Linked DNA regions of Zea mays: all the other regions are linked to region 1. The links are chromatin contacts, called in public Hi-C maps. All regions are on one chromosome and are shown on one strand. Each heading gives the region's core, a stretch centred on a gene start, on an enhancer-like site or on the middle of the called end of the contact. The rest is flanking DNA. Distances are from core to core; before and after follow the strand shown. Region 1 holds the start of LOC100282280 (Putative MYB DNA-binding domain superfamily protein). Region 2 holds the start of LOC100383048. Region 3 holds the start of LOC103641262 (reticuline oxidase).

Region 1 (3,284 bases), core at 230-2,729:
TGGTAAGGCATACCTTTGGGGAGGCAACGGTGGTCGGCTCGCCTCGCTGGCGCGGAGCGGGAGAGGTGCGTGGTGGCAGCAGGAGGAAGAGCTCGCCATGGCGGGCGCGGGCGGAGGTGTTGGAGGTGGAACACCGCACGGCCTCCTGCGGTGGCCGTGGCTCGCATCCCTTCAGTTGGCAGCAGCAACAACAGCGAGCGAGCGCTTCTGTAATCTGTAGTCTTCTGCAACGGATATGTTCCACGGACCCAACGGCCCACGGAAAATAATCGCTTGGACCAAGAGGCCAAGAGGCCAAGACCTAAAATTCGTTGTAAACACCCAATTTTTTTATTTTGTTTTTTCCGCACAAAAATTGCACAAGAATTTTATGGATGAATTTGTATAGTACCGCATCAGTCAGTTTCTCACGCCCACCATTACAGACATGATGTTGAGCAGCTGATTTGTCATCTTAGTATGATCGAACGGTCAGACAAGGCTATCCGGCTATATGTTTCGGACTGTCTGCGCTTAGGACGGTTCGAGGTCATAACCTCGAAGTTATAGTTTAGAAGGTCTGTGATTAGATTAATTTAGGATATATTTTTTATTTTGTGTGCTTATCCAACTAATCGTACGTGAATCTATTACATCTAGAAATGGATTTAGACCTCTACCCTATATACGAGAAGTACGACCGACTGAAGCATTGATCAAATCAATTTATTATCAATACCTTTGCATTCTTGCTCTAGGAGTAACGATAACTTAGCTTAGATTAGTCTTCTCCATCTCCAATCTTCACCCATTCTCGAGTTGACATTGTTTATATTCGTTTTTAAGCGGCTTGCAAATCTCAAGACAACCTTAGGATCTTTTCTTCTTGACGGGTCTCTTTCGAGAACGAGATCCAGATTATGAAGGAGATTATCGTAGCCTCTGCGCACGCGTGAATGGTTTGGCCGTTCTGAGCGGACGGTCTGCCGCCCTGCAGAGAAGAGCGACATCCTCTATGTAAGTCGTGAACGATCCAAACGCCTAGAGCGGACAGTCCACGCTCGTATGAAGAGTACTCGAGTTCTAGTTCCCCATGAGCTAAATCATGATGCATTAGGTGATTGGCCAAAGAACGCTAACACATGGCATCTAAATGCCAATCGAGCACACGATTTTTCTTTTAGCCACTGATGTATGACAAGTTCAATAAGAAAATAGGCTTTAAACTAAAAAATGACTGAACTTTTATATTTGTCAATCTCTATTATATACGCAAAATAGCTAAATTTAATCTAAAAATTATGTATAAAAGAGATCCAAATTACCAATGCTTGCTCTAAACTTACATTCTACTCATCCAACCAACTAAACACATATACCTATGTTTTATACTCTATACTTATAAATAAAATCATAGTAGCGTATAGTATACAATGTGCTTTGCTACTTTATGATTGAACCTATAAATTATAGATACAGACAATCTCACAAATCAAAGAATCATAGACACATGTGACATAATAATAAACCGACAACATTTGCCGATTGCAAAAATGCAAGGGAGGACCATTAACCACTGACCCTGTATTTCGTGTCACCTAGCGACTCCGACGAGCCCCAATCCCGCGCGCCGGTGACCATGGAGTTCATCGACCCCTGGGACTCCCAGTCCCGCGCTCGCGTCGTCCATTCCGGCGCCAACTCCACTTCGTTCTCCTCCTCCACCGCCAAAGCACCCCTCTCCCTCCGCCACGCCGCATCTTGCGCCGCCGCGGCCGTCGCACTTCTCGCCGCCGCGTTCTACCTCCTCCCGACCTACCAGATCCTCTCCTCCCTCCTCATATGGATCGCTTCGTCCCTGCTCCTCGCCCCCTTCGCGCCCTTGTCGGCCACTGGCGGCGACATCTCCGTCGGCCGAGGCCGCGTCGTTCCGGCTCCAGAACCGGCCCCAGAACCCACACCGGAACCCACGCCCGCCCCCCGCCGCGGCCGTCGCCAGAACCCAGTCCCGACGCCCACAAAACCCTCAGATCCGGGCACTCCCCCCGTCCAATCGGCCGCATCACTGCATCCGTTGCAGAAGGCGACAACTGCGGATGGAGCCGTGGTGGACGGCGGCGAGAGGGAGGAGGACGCCGGCGAGTGGACTGACCAAGAGCTGGAGCTGCTCCGGCGGCAGATGGTGAAGCACCCGGCGGGTGAGCCCCAGCGCTGGGAGAAGATCGCCGCGGTGTTTGGCGGCCGCCGCACGCCGGAGAATGTCATCCGGGCGGCAAAGTCGGGCGCTCCCGCGGCGGGAGGAAGCTCGTTCGAGCAGTTCCTACGCAAGCGGAAGCCGCTCGATCCGAGGGCCGAGGCTGCTGTCACTGCGGACGATGCGGGAGGCGCCGAGAGTGCGGACGCCGCTTGGAGCGCCGGGGATGACCGGGCCTTGCTGAACGCTCTTAAGGAGTTCCCGAAGGACACTGCAATGAGGTGGGAGAAGGTGGCGGCCTCTGTACCCGGGAAGACAAAGGCCGTGTGCATGAAGAGGATCACCGAGCTCAAGCGAGACTTCAGGAGCACCAAGACGGCATCGGAAGCAGCATCATAGGCGAAACCTGATAATTTTGGTAGGGTAAGATTCCTGCAGCCTTTTCTTCTCTTCATTCTGACACATCAGTGGAGCCATATGTTGCTAATTGTTGATCTCGATAGTTGTTAACTTTTCCAGTTATGAACAATGCTGCAATGATGTATCAATGTCGTGTTTCATTAGGAACTTAGGTGAAATTTAAGAGTTCACCCTTAGGTGGCTGCTTAGGCTATTAGAAGTCTGAAACATCAGAATTGTACTGTTTCCTCCGATTTTATTTCATTGAAACAAAGCAGTTGAAATTTGTTGCAGCATAGCGTATTATAGGCATGCATTTTTGGACATTGACATGGTGCAATTTCACTGAATTTAGCCTATTGATAGAAACAGTATGGATGCAATTCATTGGTGTTGTGTCCGGTTACCTACTACATTCCCAGAATACATTGTACAACGGGGTAATTACAGAATAGTGACACCTTCCCAATGACACCGTGCTTTGCACCCATGTAGGAGACTGACAAGCGGGCCCATCTGGCCCAGCCGGGGATGGGGACCCAGCTTGCCTTAGCCCCCTCGTGCTCGGCCCCCATTTTGAGTCCTGGTCACCTCCGTTCTGGGGGTATTCGTCGTTGGGCCCCCGCTCCCATTGCGGTGAGGTATTGGATGGTGGCCTGGGACGTGTCCGGGCCTAGCAGCGAAGGGGGTTTGTTGGGCTTTGCGCCTCCTT
Region 2 (3,284 bases), core at 276-2,775, 460 kb before region 1:
GTTCTGCAAAGTGCTTCTTTCGATGGGAATATTGTGTGATATTTGCACAAATGTCTCCAGGTTCTTTGGACAGACCCAATTTAACATGGGATTGGGAATGGTTTTGTGTACTCTTTGAACAGACCAAATTCTGAAGTTTAGTTGGAGCCTCGCAATCAGTGGTAGAGCTTTGTTCCTTCCCTGCATCAATAGGCACTAGTTCCTGTTTCACTGATTGCACAATTGATGTTGGAAGGCCATCAAATGGAGAGAGGCGAGAAGCTGTCCCTCGCCAGCAAGGTGAATCCACAGAACACTCCGATGGATCAGGGTTCAAATCATCAGCCATTGTAACACATGGGCTAGTGCATGCAGACAAGACAAGAGGCTTCACGCCAAAATCAGGATTTAGCTCTTTCGAAAGAGCCATGGCGCCATTTGAATTGCCATTTCCATGAGCAGGACTACCGAGTTGTAAGTTCCTGCTGAAGGAGACATGTTTCCCAGTCTCTTTGTTGGACTCATCATTTTTCCTTATAGCCAATTTGCTAACAGAACCAAAAATGGTGTTGTTAGTTTCTGAAGTCTTATTTGGAGGGCTTCTGATCGTCACCCTTGGCTGTCTGCTTCCCTTACCTGAGGTCAATGGAACAAGGTGCTGGTTGAAATCAGAACCTATGGTCACTGATGGCTCTGAAACTATCGCAATTGAGGACGTTGGAGATGGATAAACACCGACAGGAATTCCACGTGCGGAGCTTGGCTGACCTTGGTGTGTTCCATGCGAGCTGCTTGAGTAAACAGTGTCACTCTGCTTCATTCCTGATTGTGCTGCCAGTGGCACCGAATAAGAACTGTTGTCCTCTCCATACAACACAAAGTTATTATCAATCAACCTTGGAGCATCACCTACACATCCGTAAGATAGAGTTAATGTTATATACGTGTAAGTGATAAATGGGAACACATGAACAAACTAGACTGTAATACAGAACCAACAAAAATTGTCTACATTATTGTGACCGTGATTCAATTAACGGTAAAACTAGAGAACAAAAGAAAGAAAAAAGATAATGATAACGAATGCTGGGTGCCAGATAGTATAGTACTACTACTACAAGACTTCAACCTAGGGCCAATCCCTGCGTCCTGCGAGTACAAGAACCCCAGAAAAGGCTCACTTTCGCCAAGCCACCGCACCAAATCGACATGCCAACCATACAGCAAAGTAACCGGGAAGCGCGAGGGTGATGTGAGGCACAATCATAAAAAAAAAGTAACCGTCCAGAGGGCATAAACTCCATGGGCGCTACTAAGGAGTGGTTGGAGGACGGGAAAGGAGGGAAGTTATTACCATCTTGGAGGCGTCCGGGTGGGGCGCGGGACTGACGCGCGAGGAAGGTGTAGGGAGCCGCGTTCGGAGAGAGCGTCGACGGTGGGCCGGCGGGAATGGCGCCGCCGCCGGCGGAGGTGGAGGAGGGCATCGCCGGCGAGGCCGGTGCGTCTGGTTGGTCAAGGTTAAAATGGGTACATATGGGGCACAGAAGATTGTGCGGTGTGTATAGGGGCCTGGTGGTAATCTCCGAAAAGTAAAGGGGCGTTACTGTTTGACTTTCCGCCTCTCCGCCTCCGCCTCCGCCCTCCGAAGCCCGAAGCGTGGCTTCGTCGAGAAGGAAAGCAGCACAGTTCGGCGGGTTTAGTAATCATCCCATTGAATTAGAGTTGTTTAAGATTCATGCAGGAATTTGCAAAACTCGGAGCGTGGGATTTTTATAAACATCTTACAGGTTTTTTTTTACAAAAATATGTTTAATTTCATAAGAAAACTACCGGATTCCAGAGAAATTTCAATTGGAAAAATAGAGTTGCCAAAAAAGTTCTAAGGTTTAAATTTCCAATTGGTTTTTTATTGCCAAATTACCGGTTGTTTTGGGATGTATTAGTAGATACGCCTCTTATATCTCTACTATACTTAAAGCATCAGTTTCAACGATCGTCATGCGTTATCTTTCTAAAAAAATCCATACATTTCTTCCAAATCACTAATGGAAGAAGGGTGGAAGACACTAGACGAAGTTGCCTAAACAACAGTAGAACATCATGCTCAGATGTTTATAATATTAAATATAAATTTACATATGTATATATGATTTTTTTTGTAAAATAAAAAAATTTGTGTCGGGTCGGATCAGCACTATGGGTCGAGGCTACAGCCCAAGCGTCGCACGGCGCTCGTGTCGGGCTAGCCCAGACACTATTAAATGGGTCGTGCCTCGGGCCGGCTCGATAGACACTATTAAATGGTCCTCGCCTCAGTTGTCACCACCTCATTCGTCATTCTACTTCTTTTCTCACTCTCCCTCATGCCTCCACCTCCACGCCACCCCATTCTCAGCACAGGGTGTAGGAGCTGGTGCCTTCTCTCCGTATTCGTCCGACACCAGCCCCGACACTGACTTGCGCAGTAGCTATTGCACGTCTACGAGGACGTTTCACATCATGCGTGCACCATCGTTTTCGCTGTCGTCGGACGTCCCATTTGTCTTCCCTGCCTTCGCCATGTTCTTCCACCCCAATCTGCTGCTCCCGCGCCACGGTCGCAGCTGCAAGCCGACCGACACTCGTCGACGCACGTACGGGACGAGTCGATCATGCTCCAGGCCTTTCTCCGTGCGTGCCGTCAAGGAGGATATGGTGGCGCCTGGCACGCTTAGGTTATCTTAGCGATGAGGAGTCCGGGTCTAAGATATTGGACAACTAAGGCTCATAGCGTGGCAACAGTCGGCATATGTTACAGAGTTGGTGGTGGTGTTGTGTCGCTTCGGCGGGTCCAGGGCTAGGAAGACACTCGCATTCTCTCTCCTTTCTCGGACTGTCATCTGGTGCGGGTGCCTTTTGGTTTGGAGCTGCTCCGGTTGGGCTTCTTTCTCCGCTTGCATGCTCTCTCCCTATATATCTAGTTGTATACTTTATATGTCGCATCGAGATTCCCAGGTCTTCGTCGTGTCCTTCTCCGGCAACGAACATGTATGCCCGCCTCTTCACTTTCCCTCCTGCTCTACGAAACCTTGGAAGTGGGGGAGGCGAGGGATGTGGGTATGTGATTTGCTGACTATGATACTCTTGCGTTCATAAAAAAATATTATGCGAAGAGTGGAGACAACCAATAAAAAATCTTGACATATTTTTAGTGGATAAATTACGTGGGTATTATTGTGAGCCGTCACAACGCACGGGTAACCGACTAGTATAAGTCTATGGTTGCCTATTATAGTGTCAAAAAATGGCATTCTAATTTTGTTATA
Region 3 (3,284 bases), core at 541-3,040, 380 kb before region 1:
CTAGCTACTAGCTAGCTATATATCATACGTGCTTCCATTGGATGTGGCCTTGGGCGAGATGCCACGCGTGCTCCACGTCATGCCATGGGCGCCGCCTCCAAGTGGCGGGATACTCTGCGCGTTGCGGAACACGTTGTCCGGGTCGATCAACGTCTTGGCTCGAACCAGCCGGTCGTAGTTGCCCAGGAAGTACCGCTCGCCCCACGCCCGCGCCGCCTCCACCTGTGGGTTGGGGCTCCTCTCGTCGGCGTCGGACCAGTCGTTCGTTCCGAGATCGAGGTCCATGTAGTTTACGTACGCGGCCCGTGGCTCCGTCGCCACGTACGCTCCCATGAAGTCGTAGAACCGGCGCAGCCAGCCCATGTACTCCTCCCTGCGCTCGTCGTCGCCGGCCGTCCACTCGACCATGTACTGGATGCCGTGGATGTTGCCCTTGCGGTGCGGGAAGGGGAGGACGGCGGACCCGACCCGGTCCATGGCGCCGCCGTACGGGTCCAGGATGACGTACGCCTTGGGCTGCTCGGACAGCAGGCCGACGGCTTTGACCAGGTGGTCTAGCGGCGTCGGACGCCGCACGTAGTCCGACTTTGCCTTGAAGTAGGTCTTGGTGTGCAGCACCCGGTCCGCGAGGTCCGACACGGCGCTCCCCTCGGGCAGGCCGGAGAAGAACACCACGGACTCGATCCAGCTCATCTCCCTCGGGGCCAGGTCGGACAGCCCGATCTCCGGGAACCGGGCCGCCAGGATCTGCATCGCCTCGTGCGCCGGCCCGAGGTACAGCCCCTTGAACGTGACGGAGACGCCGGCGGCCCGGCGGCCCGGGTCCGCCTCCGGCAGCCCGGCGCCGACGAACGCGGAGACGTAGAACTCGTCGGGCAGCCACGGCGCGACGTGCTGCCACGTGGACACCAGCGAGGCGACGGAGCGGGCGGGGCCTGGGCGGTTGACGACGAACGCGGTGACGCGCTCGGGGACCGGGCTGAGGCGGACGCGCCAGGCGTACACGGCGCCCCAGGCGCCGCCGCCGCCGCCGCGGATGGCCCAGAACACGTCCTCCCCCATGGCGGCGCGGTCGAGGACGCGGCCGCGCGCGTCCACCAGCACGGCGTCCACCACGTTGTCCCCCGCCAGGCCGTGCTTGCGCGACAGCAGCCCGAACCCCCCGCCGGCGATGTGCCCGCCCGAGCCGACCGTCGGGCACGACCCCGCCGATAATGCCAGCGCCGGGCTGGCCGCCGCCACGGCGCGGTACGCCTGCCCCAGCGTCGCGCCGGCCTGCACCCACGCCGTGCGCCGCGCCGCGTCCACGCGCACGCGGTCCAGCGCCGCTAGGTCCACCACGGCGAACGCGCCGCCGCCGTCCGAGGTCGTGTAGGACTGCCCCTCGTAGCTGTGCCCGCCGCTGCGGAGCCGCAGCGCCAGCCCCGCCCCCCGCGCGCACCGCACCGCGTCGCAAAGCTCCTGCAGCGACGCCGGGACCACCACGGCCGCGGGCTTGGGCGCGCCCGCGCCCGCGAACCGCAGGTTCTGCACGGAGACGAGCAGCGCCGCGGCGTACCCGGGGGACTGCCGCGTCGTCACGTTGCCCACGCCGGCGGCGGCCAGGCACGCCGTGAAGCGTCCGTCGACTCTGCCGCCTGCTTGCACGGCGAAGAGGCGGAGCACGAGAGGGAGCAGGGCGAGGGCCGCCATGTGCGTGCGTGCGACACTGCAGCTGCAGCTACACCCCGGTGGAGCTCACAGCTGAGCCAGAGGAGTGTGGGGTTTTATACACGTCACGCATGATCACCGAGGTTTTTGTTGGCGAGTTGCGGAGAGCGACGTACGCGCTGGCTGATTTGTCAAGGGCAGGCAGTTAGTTACTAAAACAACAAGGTGATTAATCGTTAGTTTCTTTTGTTTTAGCGCGTGGCCGGCAAGGTGTACGGCGTTGTCGGATAAGGTAGCTTCTGCAGAGACCTGCTGCAGCTTTGCACGGGCATCACGATCACGAGGAGTTTGCATTGCCGGATTCCGAATTAGTTTTTCGGTATCAACAACAAGGGAGGAACAGGGACAGGCAGGCAGAGTCCAATCGGATGTTCGTAGCAGCAGCAGGTGGCGATGGCGAGACAGAGACCGAGAAGCACAGGACAAATTAGGAGAGCGGCCGTCTGTCGAAACGGGTGTGCGCGAGGTTTTGCCGATCAGTCGGATAACTCTTTCGCAGGCCGTCTGCCGTCGGCTTCTTCTTTAGTTACTTGCTCCGTTTCCAAACCCTTTTTTTATTAAGTCTCGTTCGTTTTCTTTCATTTTTGGAACTGAAATCTTACTAATAAAATAGACTATTTATTTTAGAATATAACATTCCACTACTTTCTAAAGTTATCATATAAGCCTATCTCAAATTTAAGGTTTGAGAGATGGAAATTGATTCTATAGATTTACATGTTATTTTTCTGATATACAACTTATAACACTCCTCTACTTGCTTCGTTATAACATAAATGTAGTATATAACTATCTCTTTCATATGATTTAGAATAATATACAAATATATTACATATATAAATATATGAACTTAATTAGTTTTGTTTAAATTAGAGATATCTTAAGTTTGATTAGAATTATAGAAAAAAATACAGCAGATTTGTAACACCCAATAGATACACTATAAAAATATAATTAACAAAGAATCTAACAATACTTATCAGGTTTATAAATATTATTATTTACTTATATAAATCTAATTAAACTCAAATGTTTTAGCTCTTATTTAAAAATAATAATGGTAGGACGGAGATAGTATTTGCGAGCAATGCCGGCCTGCCGGCCCGAAGCCATCGCCACAACGAACTCTCGTGTCTATTTTATTCTAGTATATAGCCATCATCATCCTGGCTTAATTGGATGGAGCAATCGCCTGACGTGTAGTACTTCAATTAACCTAACGCTGGCTGTCTTGCTGAAATGATGATGAGCGTCTCGTCGGTTAGGTGATGCCACCTTTGCATCCCAGGAATTAAAGCAAAAAGGTGACTAAAGTTTAGTCGTTTCGGAGCTATAGATAGATTCAAATAGGAAGAGTTATAAGTGGCTATATTGATACTTTTCTTTTTATTATTTTAGTAAGCCTCCTAATGGCAAAAAACCCAATCCACACCCAAATCTAGTAACTTTGACATCCATCTCACAACCACACAAAAATATAAGAAGAAAATTAAACCCAACCCACCCAATAATATTATTAATCCCAAAACAATCCATAACTGGGTGGAAACCCATGAAAAACCCACGGATTCAAA

Evidence for each region. Hi-C and Micro-C count contacts between places; a contact is called where the count stands out from the background.
Region 2: a Hi-C map of endosperm shows a contact between it and region 1, with 2.2 times the contacts expected there. The contact joins the promoter of LOC100383048 here to the promoter of LOC100282280 in region 1. A contact is called at or near these places in 8 of 25 Hi-C or Micro-C datasets (bundle sheath, ear, endosperm and 3 more).
Region 3: a Hi-C map of tassel shows a contact between it and region 1, with 6 times the contacts expected there. The contact joins the promoter of LOC103641262 here to the promoter of LOC100282280 in region 1. A contact is called at or near these places in 11 of 25 Hi-C or Micro-C datasets (bundle sheath, ear, endosperm and 5 more).

The regions. Positions count from the first base shown.
Region 1 is chr10:78,956,614-78,959,897 of Zm-B73-REFERENCE-NAM-5.0, reverse strand. It overlaps LOC100282280 (Putative MYB DNA-binding domain superfamily protein), which reads left to right and starts at 1,479. Exons shown (of 2, transcript XM_008663702.4): 1 at 1,479-2,596. The coding sequence starts at 1,619. The coding sequence ends at 2,572. LOC100285001 (nucleolar GTP-binding protein 1) reads right to left here and starts at 225. Exons shown (of 14, transcript NM_001370689.1): 1 at 14-225. The coding sequence starts at 167.
Region 2 is chr10:79,415,675-79,418,958 of Zm-B73-REFERENCE-NAM-5.0, reverse strand. It overlaps LOC100383048, which reads right to left and starts at 1,525. Exons shown (of 6, transcript NM_001175724.1): 1 at 1,334-1,525; 2 at 748-888; 3 at 1-615. The coding sequence starts at 1,463.
Region 3 is chr10:79,337,261-79,340,544 of Zm-B73-REFERENCE-NAM-5.0, reverse strand. LOC103641262 (reticuline oxidase) reads right to left here and starts at 1,790. Exons shown (of 1, transcript XM_008664624.4): 1 at 1-1,790. The coding sequence starts at 1,692. The coding sequence ends at 16.